Linked DNA regions of Mus musculus: region 1 is linked to region 2. A link is a contact called in public HiChIP or PLAC-seq data. All regions are on one chromosome and are shown on one strand. Each heading gives the region's core, a stretch centred on a gene start, on an enhancer-like site or on the middle of the called end of the contact. The rest is flanking DNA. Distances are from core to core; before and after follow the strand shown. Region 1 has its middle 23 kb from the start of Gm35333. Region 2 has its middle 42 kb from the start of Gm19866.

Region 1 (6,524 bases), core at 3,415-5,914, 530 kb before region 2:
TGGAGCTGAAATTACAGATGGTTGCCAGTTACTATGTAAGTCCTGGGAACTGAACCCAGATCCAGTGGGGTTTTTTTTTTTGTGCATATATTTTTTATTTTATTAGATATTTTCTTTATTTACATTTCAAATGTTATCCCGAAAGTTCCCTATACCCTTCCCCCGCTCTGCTCCTCTACCCACCCACTCCCACTTCTTGGCCCTGGTGTTCCCCTGTATGGGGGCATATAAAGTTTGCATATATTTTTCTATTAGATATTTTCTTCATTTACATGTCAAGATTCACTGTTTTTAACACCTGAGCCATATCTCTAGCCCCTTATCCCAAGTTTTAAGCTTTATTTTGATGCTCTTCCTCTTCCTCTTCTTATTCTTTTTCTTCACTTCTTTGGGTGATTGTGAAGTCTCAGAACATGAATCTACCTGGAAAGTTCTAAACTCTTGACTTGTCGGAGCTTCTTGAAGATGAGAGAGACTTTCTAAACACTCAGCTGCAGAGCTGGTATGGTTAGAATTTGGAGTCACAAGTCAGATCTGTCCTGGTGTGTCAGAAGTCAGTCTGTCCTAGTGTGTGGTGTGTGTGTGTGTGTGTGTGTGTGTGTGTGTGTGTGTGTGTGTGATTGTGCCTGTGTGTGTACATCCCGATGGTTGCTTCAGATCTGATGGTTGGCCAAGGACTTCCTCAGAGTGTGGAAAATTTACCAATACCTTGTTACACCCTCATTGGGATGTATCTGATGGAAACAGTGTTTGAAGTAGTCCCACATCTCCACTCATAATGTCAAATGTGTTTAGGCACTGACTAAAATGAAAATAGTATTCCTGGAGTTGGCACAATGTGAGATGATGCCACCCTGCCTGGACCACATAGGATTCGTTATATGATTGACAGGGGCTGGAAGCTGAAGGCAAGGTTCAAGCTCATGTGATAACAAGGACTCTCTAGCACATCTTCAGCTCTATAATGTGATGGGAAGGGGAGGGCTAAGCAAAGGCAGACTAGACAAGTGTCCAGGTTCTCAGGTAGGAATACACCAGTCAGCAGGCAAGCAAGGCTGAGTGACTAGCAGGGTCAGAGCTCTCGCCCTTCAGTCTTTTTTAGTAGCTCCATGTGTCCCAGAAGCTTTGATGGAGGGCCTGTCCCATCTCCTAGTTGAGAGTAGGTAGGCTCTGAAGTTAGCAATCTGGGTTTTACTGGAACCGGGACTCCAGTCCTTGAATCCCATCTCTACACCACCTGCCCTCAAGGCATCTTAGGCCCAAGACTTGCTTTTCTATAGCTTCACTGCAACATATAACCTGGTGTCTTCTAGGTCCTTGTCATCTTCTCTGGCCTTCTGCACAAAATCAAGCCACCTGAGAGGTATAGATTAAACTCAGCTATCAGAAGGAATAAAATCCACTTGCTGAAACATTCATTCTCTGAGTTCATGGCAGTAATTGTCTGTAACAGCCAAGACATGGACCAGTTTAAGTGTGCATCAGCTGCTCAAGGAAAAATGGAACATGCCTTCCTGGAATACCCAGCCTCAAAGGAAGGGAATCCTGCCATTTGTTACTGCACATTTGAGCCTCAGAGGCTTAGTGAACTGAGACAGATATGACTTGAGTGAGATTATCCACTATGAGCTCCGATGTTCGAGCACGTGGTCTTCAGTTGGTGGCATTGTGTAGGAAGGTTTAGAAAGTATGGCCTTTGTGATGGTTTATGTGTGCTCAACCCAGGGAGTAGCACTATTATTAGAAGGAGGCCATGTTGGAGTAGGTGAGACCATGTTGGAGTGGGTGAGGCCATTTTAGAGTGGGTGTAGCCTTGATGGAGTAGGTGTGTCACTGTGGGCTTTAAGACCCTCATCCTAGCTGCCTGGAAGTCAGTATTCTGCTAGCAGCCTTCAGATGAAGATATAGAACTCTCAGCTCCTCCTGCACCATGCCTGCCTGGATGCTGCCATGCTCCTGCCTTGATGATAATGGACTGACCCTCTGACCTGTAAGCCAGCCGAATTAAATGTTGTCCTTTATAAGAGCTGCCTTGGTCATGGTGTCTGTTCACACCAGTAAAACCCTAACTCAGTCAGCCTTGCTAGAAGAAGTATGTCACTGGAAGCAGGTTTGGAGAGTTTAAAGACTCATGGTGTTCTAGTCTGCTTTTCTGTTTGCTTGCTGTTCAAGACATGAGCCTCAGCTTTCTGTTTCCGCTGCTATGAGTGCCATTTGTTTCCCACTCTCCCCGCTGTGACACACTCTTATCCCTCTGCAACCATAAGCCAAACTCTCCTTCTATCAGCTGCCTTGGTCATGGTGACAACATAACTAATACATAACTAATACATAGCCATGGGCAGATACTGCCTTGGGTGACTCTTGTGAATTTATCTAAAGATATCAAGCCCAGAGAAACAAACAGAAGCAAGGTGGTTACTTCAGGCTAGGTTGCAGATGGGCGTGGTGTGTGGTTAAAGGATACAATGTTTCCATTAGGAATAAGTTCCAAGAGTCTACTGTACCACACAGTGACAATTGCTGATAATAATTTGTAATATACATGGAAATTGGTGCATAGATTTAAAATGTACTCATCGTAAATATATAGCACAATGATATGTTAGTTGTCTTGATTTAATCATACCACAATGTATATAGATAGGCCAAAACATCACATTGCATACTATGAATATATTATTCATACTCATTCAGAAAAAAATAATGGACCTGTCTGTGAGCTCATGTGACTGGATGTCCACACCAGACCCATGCCCTAACCTACTTTCTTGTCTTTGAAGATATCTCCACTAGAGATGAGGCTGGAGGTGGTGGGGGTTACCAAGGGCTGCCCTGGAACTGGTAACTCTACCTGAAGCCTCTTGTGAAATTCTTAAGAGATGTGATGCCACCCTGCCTGGACCACATAGGATTCGTTATATGATTGACAGGGGCAGGGGACATCTGGGTCAGACCTTTGATCACAAATGCAAAGATCATTCCTCCTCAGTCTTGCGTCTGCTGCTGTTTCTAGGCCTGGTCTCAAAGTCCAACAAGCTTGTGTTTTGTAAGATTGCTTTTTCATGACTGAGTCTTTGAGAAGGAAGGGCCAAAAAGGTAACGAACTCCAGTCTGTCTTCGGTGAGCTGCACCTGCCTAAAGCATTTCCACACTCCCACTCTAATGGCGACTTACCTTTCTTAATGACCATGGAAGATTGTAGTTTCTCTTTGTTGTAACTGGAATGCTAAAGCTGAACAGCCCTGATATGAAGATCTGAAATCAATATACTCCAGTCCCCTAAAACGTCCTGAGGACCCACACAGCCTTCCAAGATCGGTATAGGTTGGGACATTTTGCACTTTTGATACTTTGGGTTAGGTGTGTTCAACTGCAATGCCCACTTTCTGTTCCTGTACCTTTTTGGATAAGGGTTATATAGTCAATCCTGCATTTATCTTTATAGTTTTACTTTTCTTTTTTTAAGGACCTATATTCAATAAGGAGAAGCTCAGTATTCCAATGGTGGAGGCTGCCAAGGGATCATGTGGTTTAACCCTCAGTTTTCCAGAGGAGGAAGCCAAAGTAGCAGGAGGAGAAGAACCTTTCCCAAGTCTCAAAGCATCCTTTATTAAGGCTCGTGGCCGCCTGCTTGCACAATCTCCGAGCTGCTTCTCTTCCCCTTATTATCACAGTAGGAAAGAGAATCACTAAGATGTAATTTTACTCCTAGTTATGTGTGCACATGTGCATTTGTGCGTGGGTTTGTGCAGGTACACAAGTACCTGGATGTTAGAAGATGGTGCTGGGTCCCCTGGAGCAGAAGTTGTGAGACTTGGGTGCTGGCAACCAAACCCAAGTCCCCTGGAAGAGCAGAAAGCATTCGTAAGCACCGAGCTCTTGATCTAACCTCAACTCTCTGCTTACTATAAATAGCCCTTTAGAGAAGAGATTGTCAAATGAAAGCATTTTAAAAATCCAAATATTCTCATCACAGTAGTATGAGTTTATTCACAGACCCACAGACAGACAATGAAGTGGTCACCAGAAGATATGATGTGGCCTCCTTAGGCCTTGGTTCTCTTGTGCCCTAGGATCTCTGTGTCCAGTCACCAGTAGATTCAGGGATGGGCATTTAGAGAAGGCCTGTGAGACCCGGTGGGGTAGGAGATGGCTTGCAGTTTACAGGCCTGTGCAGGCTTCATCTCCAGTACTGGTTTTCTAACACTGCCCTTCCAGTTGGCATCTGCCTGTTCTCAGTTGTGGCTGTGTGGGGGAGGTAGAAGCGCGTGCTTCCAAGCCCTTGGGGATGCAGTAATGAGAACCATGTGTACACGGAATGCTGAAGGAGCCACACCTGGGACGTATTCAACCCATGACAGACACCCGTGTGGCCAAAAAAAAAAAAAAAAAAAAAGCCAGTGCCTTTTGACTGTGCCTGTTTTATGAAAATATGCAAGCAAACACACACACACACACACACACACACACACACACACACACACACACACACCGATAAAATTGCTGTGGAATCTAAGATTTATGTGTGATTTCTCCCTTCCCTCCCTTTCTCCCCCTCCCTCTCTTTCTTTTGTCTCCATAAATTGCAAAAGGCTTGGCCGCACTTAGACCAAGGAGAGCCAGGGAAAGAGCAAGCCTGAGTCAGAAGGGAAAATCAGCTCTCTTCTGCCTGGCGCACACCCCCTTCCTTCCCCCAGGGACTCTCAAGTTACCTTCCTAATGAAAAACAGGCCTTTCAAAAAATGACTTGAGACCAAATGAAAAACGATTCGCATCTGAGCCTCGGCTGTTGGGGATGGGCCCTAGGATTTATGACGAGGAATTTTGTGGCTCCCTACCCCGCCATCCAAGTCCTGGAATTACTAGGAATATGGGGATAAGAGAGACTGGCTGTAACTAATTCCATCAACAACAAACAGACAAACAAAACCAACCAAACAAAAAGCAACATCAATAACAAAAAAACCCATATACTGACTCTGCATGAACCATGTTTTCGCTCATTTTGCTATGAACACGCGAATAAGCGATCTCCTGCTGCTCTGGACTCCAGGATCCCAAAGTTCTGGGTATCGTTCAAAGCAGAGGGGTGGGGACAGAGGGCTTGCAGGGTGAACACTGCCTGCTGCTGGTTTGGCTGAAGGTGCCCATTAAGACGGCTATTGGTCTGTCCCACTCTGCCTCCTGCCTTGGGTCCCCCCTATTTCTTGAATTGTGTTCAGTAACAGCCCTCTGGTAAGTATACCACTGGCTTCCTGTATACCCTTGTTCCCTGGTGTTATCCTTAGGGCTTTATTGCTGTGAAGAGACACCATGACCACAGCAACTGTTATAGAGAACATTCAATTGGGGCTGGCTTACAGTTCAGAGGTTCAGTCCATCCTTGTCATGGTGTAAGAAACATGGTGGAAGGCAGACAGACAGAAATGGTGCTGGAGAAGGAGCCGAGAGTTCTCTATCTGGATCCACAGACAGCAGGAAAAGCAAATGACCCACGCCCGACCTAGCTTGAACATCTGAGACTTCAAAGCCAGCCCCTGCCGTGACACACTTCCTCCAAGGCCACACCTCTGAATAGTGCCCCTCCCTATGGGTCAAACATGCAAACACACAAGTCTGTGGGGGCCATTCCTACTCAAACCACCAGGAAGCTGGCATTTCCTGAATTGTGCCATCTCAGCCATCCTGCCTGTACAACCTCACCATCCCAGGTCTCCTTCTTCTTTTTCCCTAAGTGGGTTTCTGCCTCTGCCAGGTGCTGCTTCCCTGTGTGAAGGACCAATTCTGCCCCACTGTAGTATGGAAGGAAGCATCTCTGGTACCCACAGGCCCTAAACTCCTTGGATGAAGGGAATATATCCATTGTCTCTGAAACCCCAGCTGTGTTCAGGAACTCCAGTGTAATCATTAAGGTTCGCTTTTCCTATGGCTCAGATGTCTATGCTCTAGTGTTTGCTTATTCTTTTAGGTAGCGTCTCATACCCACCCCAACAAGGGATAATCAATCCAGGGTCATTATCTCTAGCTCATCCAGAATGACAAAGAGCAAGATACTTCCTTCTGGACTCACTCACTCCTGGGATGTCTCTGGCTGGCAAAAGTGAGTCGGGCACCTTCTTCCACCCATTCTGTGGCTCTGTGGATTATGTGCCTTGATGCCCAGGTTAGTGACATTTGGCCCATTTCTGAGACTGGAGGTATAGTCCCCAAAAGTCACATTGTAGAAGTAGGTCATGCTCGAAGTGTTCAAAACAACAGAGAGCAGATATTATAGATGAAAACGGATGGCTATTGCATTTGAGACAAAGATGGAGGCAGAGCTAGCCTGTCCACAAAGCCAGAGTACAGAAGTGCTTTTTGACCATGGCCAAGGCTGGCAACACATGTACAAACGCATTCTCTTCTGCCCTGCACTTGGAGTTGAGAGATGGCCCTGTTCTATAAAGTGAAATGTATCCTTGACTGGAACAGAAAGGTAAAGCTACTTTCTCCAGGCATGTGGAGGGTTCCCTGGATCATCT
Region 2 (7,475 bases), core at 929-3,428:
GGGACAGGTGCTCACAGCACTGTCTTGCTGCTGGTTAAGGACTTAGCACACAGATGGCTCAAACCCTCCCTTCTCTCTCAGAAAAGTCTGATTCTGTGATAGCATTGGTCTGGGTAGGAAGGAAAGATATATAACAAAACCAAGGTTTGCCCATATCCTTCACACTTCTGCATCTGGTCTCCATCTTCACTGTGGATGCATGAATAAATAGATAATAGATAGATAGATAGATAGATAGATGATATGTAGATAGATGATGGATACATGAATATGATATATAAATGATAGAGATAGATAGGGATATATTAATGATAGATGATAGGTGATTATAGATGGTAGATAGATAATAAGTGATAGAGATAGAGAGATAGAGAGTGATAGATAGGTAGGCATTAATGATAGGTGGCATATTGGTGTAGATAGATAGATAGATAGATAGATAGATAGATAGATAGATAGATAGATAGATAGATAGATTATAGGTAGTGATAGACAGGTAAACAAACATAGATGGATAGTATTGGCAACTGTCCATCCCATATAACATAGACAATACAGGGTAGTGTTAAGCTAGGACTTCCAATTTAATACATTTGTAAACTAATTTTTTTCAACACATGCTACCGAAGCTGATCTTGGCTGCAGTTACATCAGCTGCTGGTTATGGGCAGAAGGAAAAATGGTGTGTTAAATACTAAAACAAGGTCTCATATGCAATCAGGATGCCAACATATATCCACATGGGGTGAAAGAAGAAACTAGATTAAATTCTCAGACCATTGCGAGGTTATAAAATGCCACACAAATGGGTCACATCAAACACCATTGGGGGAGCCCCTAGGCCAAGTCTTTGACCTCTGATACTGGAAAGCTCCCAAGAATCTTTCCCACCCTTGTCTTTGCAAATACTGAACACAGATTCACAGGCCCAGCTGCTATCAGCACAGGTAAACACAGCTCTCAGATCAGTCCCCATGGGCAAACAGAAGGATGATCAGCAACAACCACCACAAACACTATGAAGGCAAAGGGTTCTTACAGCCTTGGAAACCCTCCTGAAAGCACACAGAAGTGTTAGTGTTTGGAGCTTCCAGCGTGGATTGCTGATGGCAAGGCTCCCTTGAACTGATGATGACTGTATATTCATCATGACTCCTGAAGCAGTGAGGGACACTAAACATGGAATTAGCCTCAGAGGGCATAAAACCAGGAGCTTTCTGAGTAAGCTCACCTCCAGATTCCAAAATAGCAGAAGGTCAGCCATATCCATGGTAGGACTGAACCCCAACCTATCTCCGCATCTGCTCCTACCGTGGCTAGCCAGTTCAGTATCTTGGCATCCACTGCGATTTGTCACTTACAGCATGTCTTCAAGGGTCAGATGACCCAGGAAGAGTCTCAGATAAGCCCTGACTCTTCCCAGGATTTAGATTTAAGATAATATACAACAATAAGCTTCTAAGTGTTCCTAAATTGTCTTCAAAAGTCCCAGAAACATACATCAATGCATCTTGAGTCTTCCACACACATGAAAATTCTCTTCCCAAAGAAAAGCAAAGTCAGGTCCAGAAAAAAATCATGTCCGCAGGAGAAAGCACAAGCAAGAATGTTTTAAGGTCCTCACGTCGTTGCCATCAGAGACATGGTGTGAATATCTACATGAGGTCACAGGTAGTTTCATGATTATAGGGTTCCTGTGCCTTCAGAAAACATTAGCTGTTTCTGATACAATTCTCAATACAGTACAAAAGCACAAACAACCCCGAGTACAGCACAGATCCATAGAGAGAAAAGCAAAGCCGCTTCACACTCGGATGAAACACCAGCCCCACTGGAGGGGAGGGAAAGCACAGCCCTATCATTAATTAAATGTCCACCAAGCTGACTTGGGAAATACGAGGTTACGTGGGATCTGACACAGCAGAGCAGATGCCAACATGCTGACTTCTCACAAACCTGCCTGCCTCTTCCTCTTCCTAAAAAGGGCAACATCTGCTCTTCTCCCTTGAGAACACCACCAGTGCCTGCTTAGACAGCAAGTTCTGTTTGCTATGATGCAACTTTCTTAACAGGAAGTCTAAACCTCAGCTCCTGTAAAACCAACCAGCCCAGCCCCAGGGAGACTCTCCTTGGGGCAATACAACAGCCACCCTCAGATGGTCATGTGGTTCTGACACTGTCTGTCCCTATACAAACCACAAATATTTCTGATTAAGGCTAGGTCTCTTTAAGCAATAGCTAGAGGCTATAGCTGTGCGCTAAGAATATAAACAAAGAATAGCAGCTTGTTACCATCAAGCCAGTGATACTGATGGAGTTACAAACTATTTCTAAAGAATGATGTATAGCTCACAGGGCAACCTAGTCACAGCCTTATCAACTCTCAGCAAATGACTATCAAAGAATAAAAAATTCATTTCTGTGCTTTGCATCATTCCCTGCCCCCTTCTCGGCAGTCACCTTTCCAAATCATGACCCACTGATGTGTGTATGGCCACATTGTAACAGATCTTAAGATCCTGGCCACTTCAACCTGCTTCTGAGAAACACTGTCTCATTTGCTCCTCATGGTGAAGCTGCTGCTGCCATCTGCCCTTGTCATAAGTGACAGACCAGGGATTCAGAAGAGCTAAGAGACTGGCAGGACACCATTCAGCAGCCACGCCGCCAGTGCTTAGAAAGCATCGTCTTCTCGTCTTGTTGCTTTATTGCTTCTCAACTATGACAGGTTCCAACTTAAGTTCTATAACTTGAGATCTTGAAGCACCTACAAAAGAAGACCCAGAAACCAACAATCTCTGTGTCCATTGAGGTGGTCTATAGAAAAGATTGGAGCCCGGGGACCACAGATAACCACTCTTACCCCAGCTCAGGAAGCAAACTCTGAGGACAAGGGAAGAGGCAAACAGAGTCCTTCTGTGCTCACCAGAGTCAGCAATTCCGGTTTTATTAGACAACGCATGAAATTGCATGGCTTCCCAGACCATCTGCTTTCCCTTTGTCAAAAAATAAAGGGGGGAGGGGGTTACAAAGGTCAGGGAGCCAGCATTCTTTCACTTATACAGTTGAAGTGGGCCATAGACATTCCCAAGATCTTAAGACGAGTGTCGCTGGTTCTCCCTACATATGGCAGTCATTGAGCAGTGACAGTGCTGGGAGGCAGCCTTGCAGACTCTCCTCCCAACCTTTCGGGCTCTTGCAGGCTGCATCCCAAGACTTAGGACTCTAAGGTCACAGCATCCAGGAACAGGAAATGGTGGACCTTAATCAACCTGGCCTTGTTCTGACAGCATCCCCAAACTCTCAGCATCTGTTGGTTCTCTGTATTGGAAAGAGGTGTACTCCTGTCCCCACAAACAACAATCTCATCCACCAAGCTGCTTGGCGCCTTACAAAAGACATACCACGTTCCACTGCAATGTCCTGGCTCAGAGGGACTCTCAGAGGGGGACAGGATAAAACCCTCTCACATCTGGACAGCATCTCCAAAATGCAGTACAAGAGAATGTTCCCCAGGAGACGTAAGCATATTTATGATCCCAAAGTTACAGTTGGATAAAGCAAGCTAGAAAAAACTTGAACTCCCTCTGTAAACTAAATTGGTTAAATATGCTGTGTCTGGGGGCAGGGGGGGGAGAGGAAGCAGCACAGAGATGCAGCCTCATGAAACCTTCTGGAACATTCCAGGGTTGTTTTCTAGAGAAAAGGCAGGCAGATGGGTCAGAAACCAGTGGGTTCTAGTTTAGCTTTTTAAAGCAGTCCTGGCCCCATTTGTTTTTTTGGTTTTTTGTTTTCAGCTATGTCTAAATTCCTCTTGGGGTCTGGAGTTGAAAGATAAGGTACCAAATGTTCGAGGCTGAGTGAAGCAACGCCCCATGGAGCCCGTTTCTTACAGTTTCTTATTTAAGGCACTAGTAATTATTCTGAGCTGTCTTCCTCAGGCACGGTGAAGGCAGGTTCTAAACTTCTTCCTCTCCGTCTCCCTGCCCTCCCCACAGTTTAAGGAGGAACAGGAGGCATGTTCTCCCCCTCTGAGCTGCACTTACTGATGACCACCGGTCAGCTCTAGGCTGCCTGGGCTCTGAGGTACAGAGCGGCCGGAAGTGATTTGCAGCGGCCGGAAGTGATTTGCAGCGGCCGGAAGTGATTCGCTGACGATTTATCCTCAGAGAACAAAGATTGGAACACAACAGTGATTTTTGTTAATAATATGAAAGTAAATAAATTTTCTGAATATAAATCACATTGGCGAGAGTTTCTAGGTTAAGTGTCCATACATTTCCAATTTAGAATAGAAAAGAAAAAAAAAACAGCAATCTCATGTTGATATAAAACTAATGAGTTTTATTCAATAAAATAATCAGTCATCAGTTAACTAAACAAAAAAAAAGTTATTAAAGCAAATACTAAGGTATTTTGAAGAGAAAAAAAAAAAAAAAAAAAACACAAGAGGGAAAAAAGGCCAAAATCTCTCCTGGAGCACGCAGGCCATGCTAATTTATAGACAATTTGCCATATAATAGCACATTTCTAATGATCTTTATTAAAATCTCCCTCCAGCCAAAAGGTGTAGGTACCATATTCTTTCTTTTTAAGCCAAAGAAGGGGAAAAAGAAGTATGGTATCCATAGCCCTTCAAATTATTTCCTTAAAAACATAATTTTAAGTACAATTGAAGTAAAAGTATTTGAGCCCATTCCTTTATTAGCTTAACAAAATACATTGGGAGCAGGGATGGAGAAGGCCTAAGCTGCCCTGCAGGACCTCTCACGGAGTTCTGGGAGAAAGTACTGGAATCGCTTAGAACATAATCTTCAGGTGCTAGCCCTAAACGTTCCACAAACTACTCAGCTGGGACCAGTTTTGTGGCTCCCAGGAGTAAGGATGTTAATAGTAGCATCCCATCCATGTACAGGCGACACAGGAACCCACTGTCATGGCTGAGCGGTACAGTCACTCTTGCTTCAACACCTCACTCCGTACTGCCGTTCCACTTTACACACGAGGAACACCGAGGCTCCGGAGCTCCCCAGAGCTATTGGGCAGGAAGCAACTCCTGGGACTTTCCTGGCTCCAGCTCCTGCGAAGATTTAACTAAACACAATGCTTGAGAAAGTCTCACCTCAGCAGCTCTGATATTCTCTGTCATTAAGGACAGAATCCCCACCAAGTCGGTAAGCTATAAAGAACGGAGGCTCACAGTTCCGCTCCAGGGTCAAAGGTTGCATGAGGAGACAGCATCTTGTGGCCAGACTCCTGAAGGGAGGCCAAGTGTGACACAGTGAGAGACAGGGAGACGGCATGTGTGCCTCTTCTGGTCTCTGCCTTCATAGAAAACCCACCAGGATTCAATCACGGGAGCTGCCAGTCTTAGCCAGCCCCAGTCACTTTCCAAAATTCCCAGTGTGAAGTTTCTACCCCCCTCCGTGGCTCATAAGGATTGAACATCAACAAGATGCGGCAAATTTATTCAAAACAGATCATAAGATTACACTAAACTTCACTAACCCTTTTAATCTCTTCAGTGAATTCTCAGTATAGTTTGCTTTTAGAAAAAAATATCTCTTTACTCAACCATAACATGAATTATATTAATTACATAGTGTTGGGGCTTAAGACCAGACTTTAACAGGAGAGCTGCGACAAGAACTTCCACACATTTTGAAGCACTAGAGACAGTCTTTTCCTCATTTCTACTCAAGTAGCTCAAGGACTTACTTCAGAGCATCGGAAAGCTCACAGGAGTCGTGCTGGCTCAGGTAAAAACATCACTGTAGACACCATCAGGTCTACTGCAGAGGTCTAGATGGGCTGGTGTTTGCTCGCTTGAATTGGAAATGAATTCACGGATTCTCATGTTTTAGTGCAGAACGCCTCTCTTAGGTGGATTCCTCACCATCAATCACACAGTAACCCAATTTACAGGCAAATGGTGTCTATTATCTCATTCTTGGTGTCTACGTCTCAGAAATGTGGTACCATCTACGTAAGCCCTTCCCTCCAGTGCCTGCACCCCAGCCTAGTCTATATATTTAAAGGTTACCTAGCCTGCCTCTCTGCTACTGTGATAACACCGGGACAAAAAAGCTACTTGGGGCAGATTACCGGACCAACACTGACGGAAGCCAAGACAGAGACTCAAGCAGGAACCCGGAGGCAGAAACTGAAGAAACAGAGATCTCAAGGGATGCTCTGGCTGGCTTCCGAACCCCCCCCCCACCACCACCACCAGCTACTGGGAGGGGCTTGTACCATCCGTGGTGGGCGTGGCCTTCCTCCATAGTCTGGCAATCAAGAAAGTCCTGCACAACCGTGTCCATGAACTAATCTGATGAAGGTGCTTCCCCAACGGAAGTTCCCTTTCCCCAGGTGCCTCTAGTTTATGTCAAATTGCAAAAGTCGGAGCAGAGCTGGAGCTCGGTAACAGACAGTAAGTCGATTCTCTTCTGTTTGTTTGGTTTATTAAGAGAGATTTACAGGTGGGGCCCGTGTAGCTTCCTAAATACTGTGAAATGTACTCAATCGCTCTGCTTTGGCCCTATCCTCTCCCAAAGACCCAGGTGTTGAGGAGTTACAGGGATGTTGCAGACTTTGAGAGGGGAGGCCAAGAAAAGTTTTAGGTCACTGGAAACATTTTCACCACAGGGAACCTCCAACCCTTCCGCTTCTTACCTGTGGTTCCTTCCAGGCCGTGGAAGTGATGAGCTGCTCCAGCACAGACTCCTGCTACCACAGGCCTCACCACAGGCCCCAAATCAACAGGCAGCAGCCGGCCAACCAACCGTGGCCCAAAGCCCCCAAAGCCCCCAAAGCTGCCACCAGAATTAATCCTTAACCTTGGATGTGCAATGACAGTGGGGGATGGGGGTGGGGGGAAGAACATGATTAATCGTGATGGCTTTAAACTTCTTTTTGTTTTGTTTTATTTTTGTTTTTGTTTTTGTTTTTGTTTTTGTGTTTGTTTTGTGACAGGGTTTCTCTTTGTAGTTATGACTGTCCCGGTACTCACTTTGTTAGACCAGGCTGGCCTTAAAACTCAGAGGCCCACCTGCCTCTGCCTCCCAAGAACTGGGATTAAAGTCACTGTGCCACCATAGCCAGCTTTTTTTGTTTTTAAGATTTTTGTTTGTTTGTTGTTGTTGTTTTGTTTTTTTTCGAGACAGGGTTTCTCTGTAGAGCTCTGGCTGTCCTGGAACTCACTTTGTAGACCAGGCTGGCCTCGAACTCAGAAATCCGCCTGCCTCTGCCTCTCGATTGCTGGGACTAAAGGTGTGCGCCACCACACCAGGCTAAGATTTATTTTTTATTTAAGTGTGTGCCTTTATGAGTTTATGTGCACCATGTGAGTGCATGGGTGGTGCCCACAGAAATCAGAGAGTTTTACAGATGGTTTTAAGTTGTCTCATATAGGTACCAGGAACTAAACTTGTGTCCTCTGCAAGAGCAAACTGCTGAGCCGGCTCTCCAGCTAAACA

Evidence for each region. HiChIP or PLAC-seq counts read pairs in DNA pulled down with a chosen protein or histone mark.
Region 1: an H3K27ac HiChIP or PLAC-seq map of embryonic fibroblasts shows a contact between it and region 2, with 11 times the contacts expected there. The contact joins two enhancer-like sites. A contact is called at or near these places in 1 of 15 datasets of contacts at CTCF or cohesin (the NIH/3T3 cell line), 3 of 484 Hi-C or Micro-C datasets (the C2C12 cell line, cortical neurons and muscle stem cells) and 3 of 115 datasets of contacts at active chromatin or transcription factors (embryonic basal ganglia, embryonic fibroblasts and stem cell-derived neural progenitor cells).

The regions. Positions count from the first base shown.
Region 1 is chr13:60,408,036-60,414,559 of GRCm38.p6, reverse strand. No RefSeq gene overlaps it. Among named protein-coding and RNA genes, the nearest start is that of Gm35333, 23 kb to the left of the region's middle. Within about 2 kb of position 4,664, at least 98 of the 459 cell types and tissues checked have an H3K27ac peak or open chromatin away from gene starts, as enhancers often do. A contact at or near this core is called in the C2C12 cell line, the NIH/3T3 cell line, embryonic fibroblasts and 1 more, where this site is marked.
Region 2 is chr13:59,870,409-59,877,883 of GRCm38.p6, reverse strand. No RefSeq gene overlaps it. Among named protein-coding and RNA genes, the nearest start is that of Gm19866, 42 kb to the left of the region's middle. Within about 2 kb of position 2,178, at least 111 of the 459 cell types and tissues checked have an H3K27ac peak or open chromatin away from gene starts, as enhancers often do. A contact at or near this core is called in the C2C12 cell line, the NIH/3T3 cell line, embryonic fibroblasts and 1 more, where this site is marked.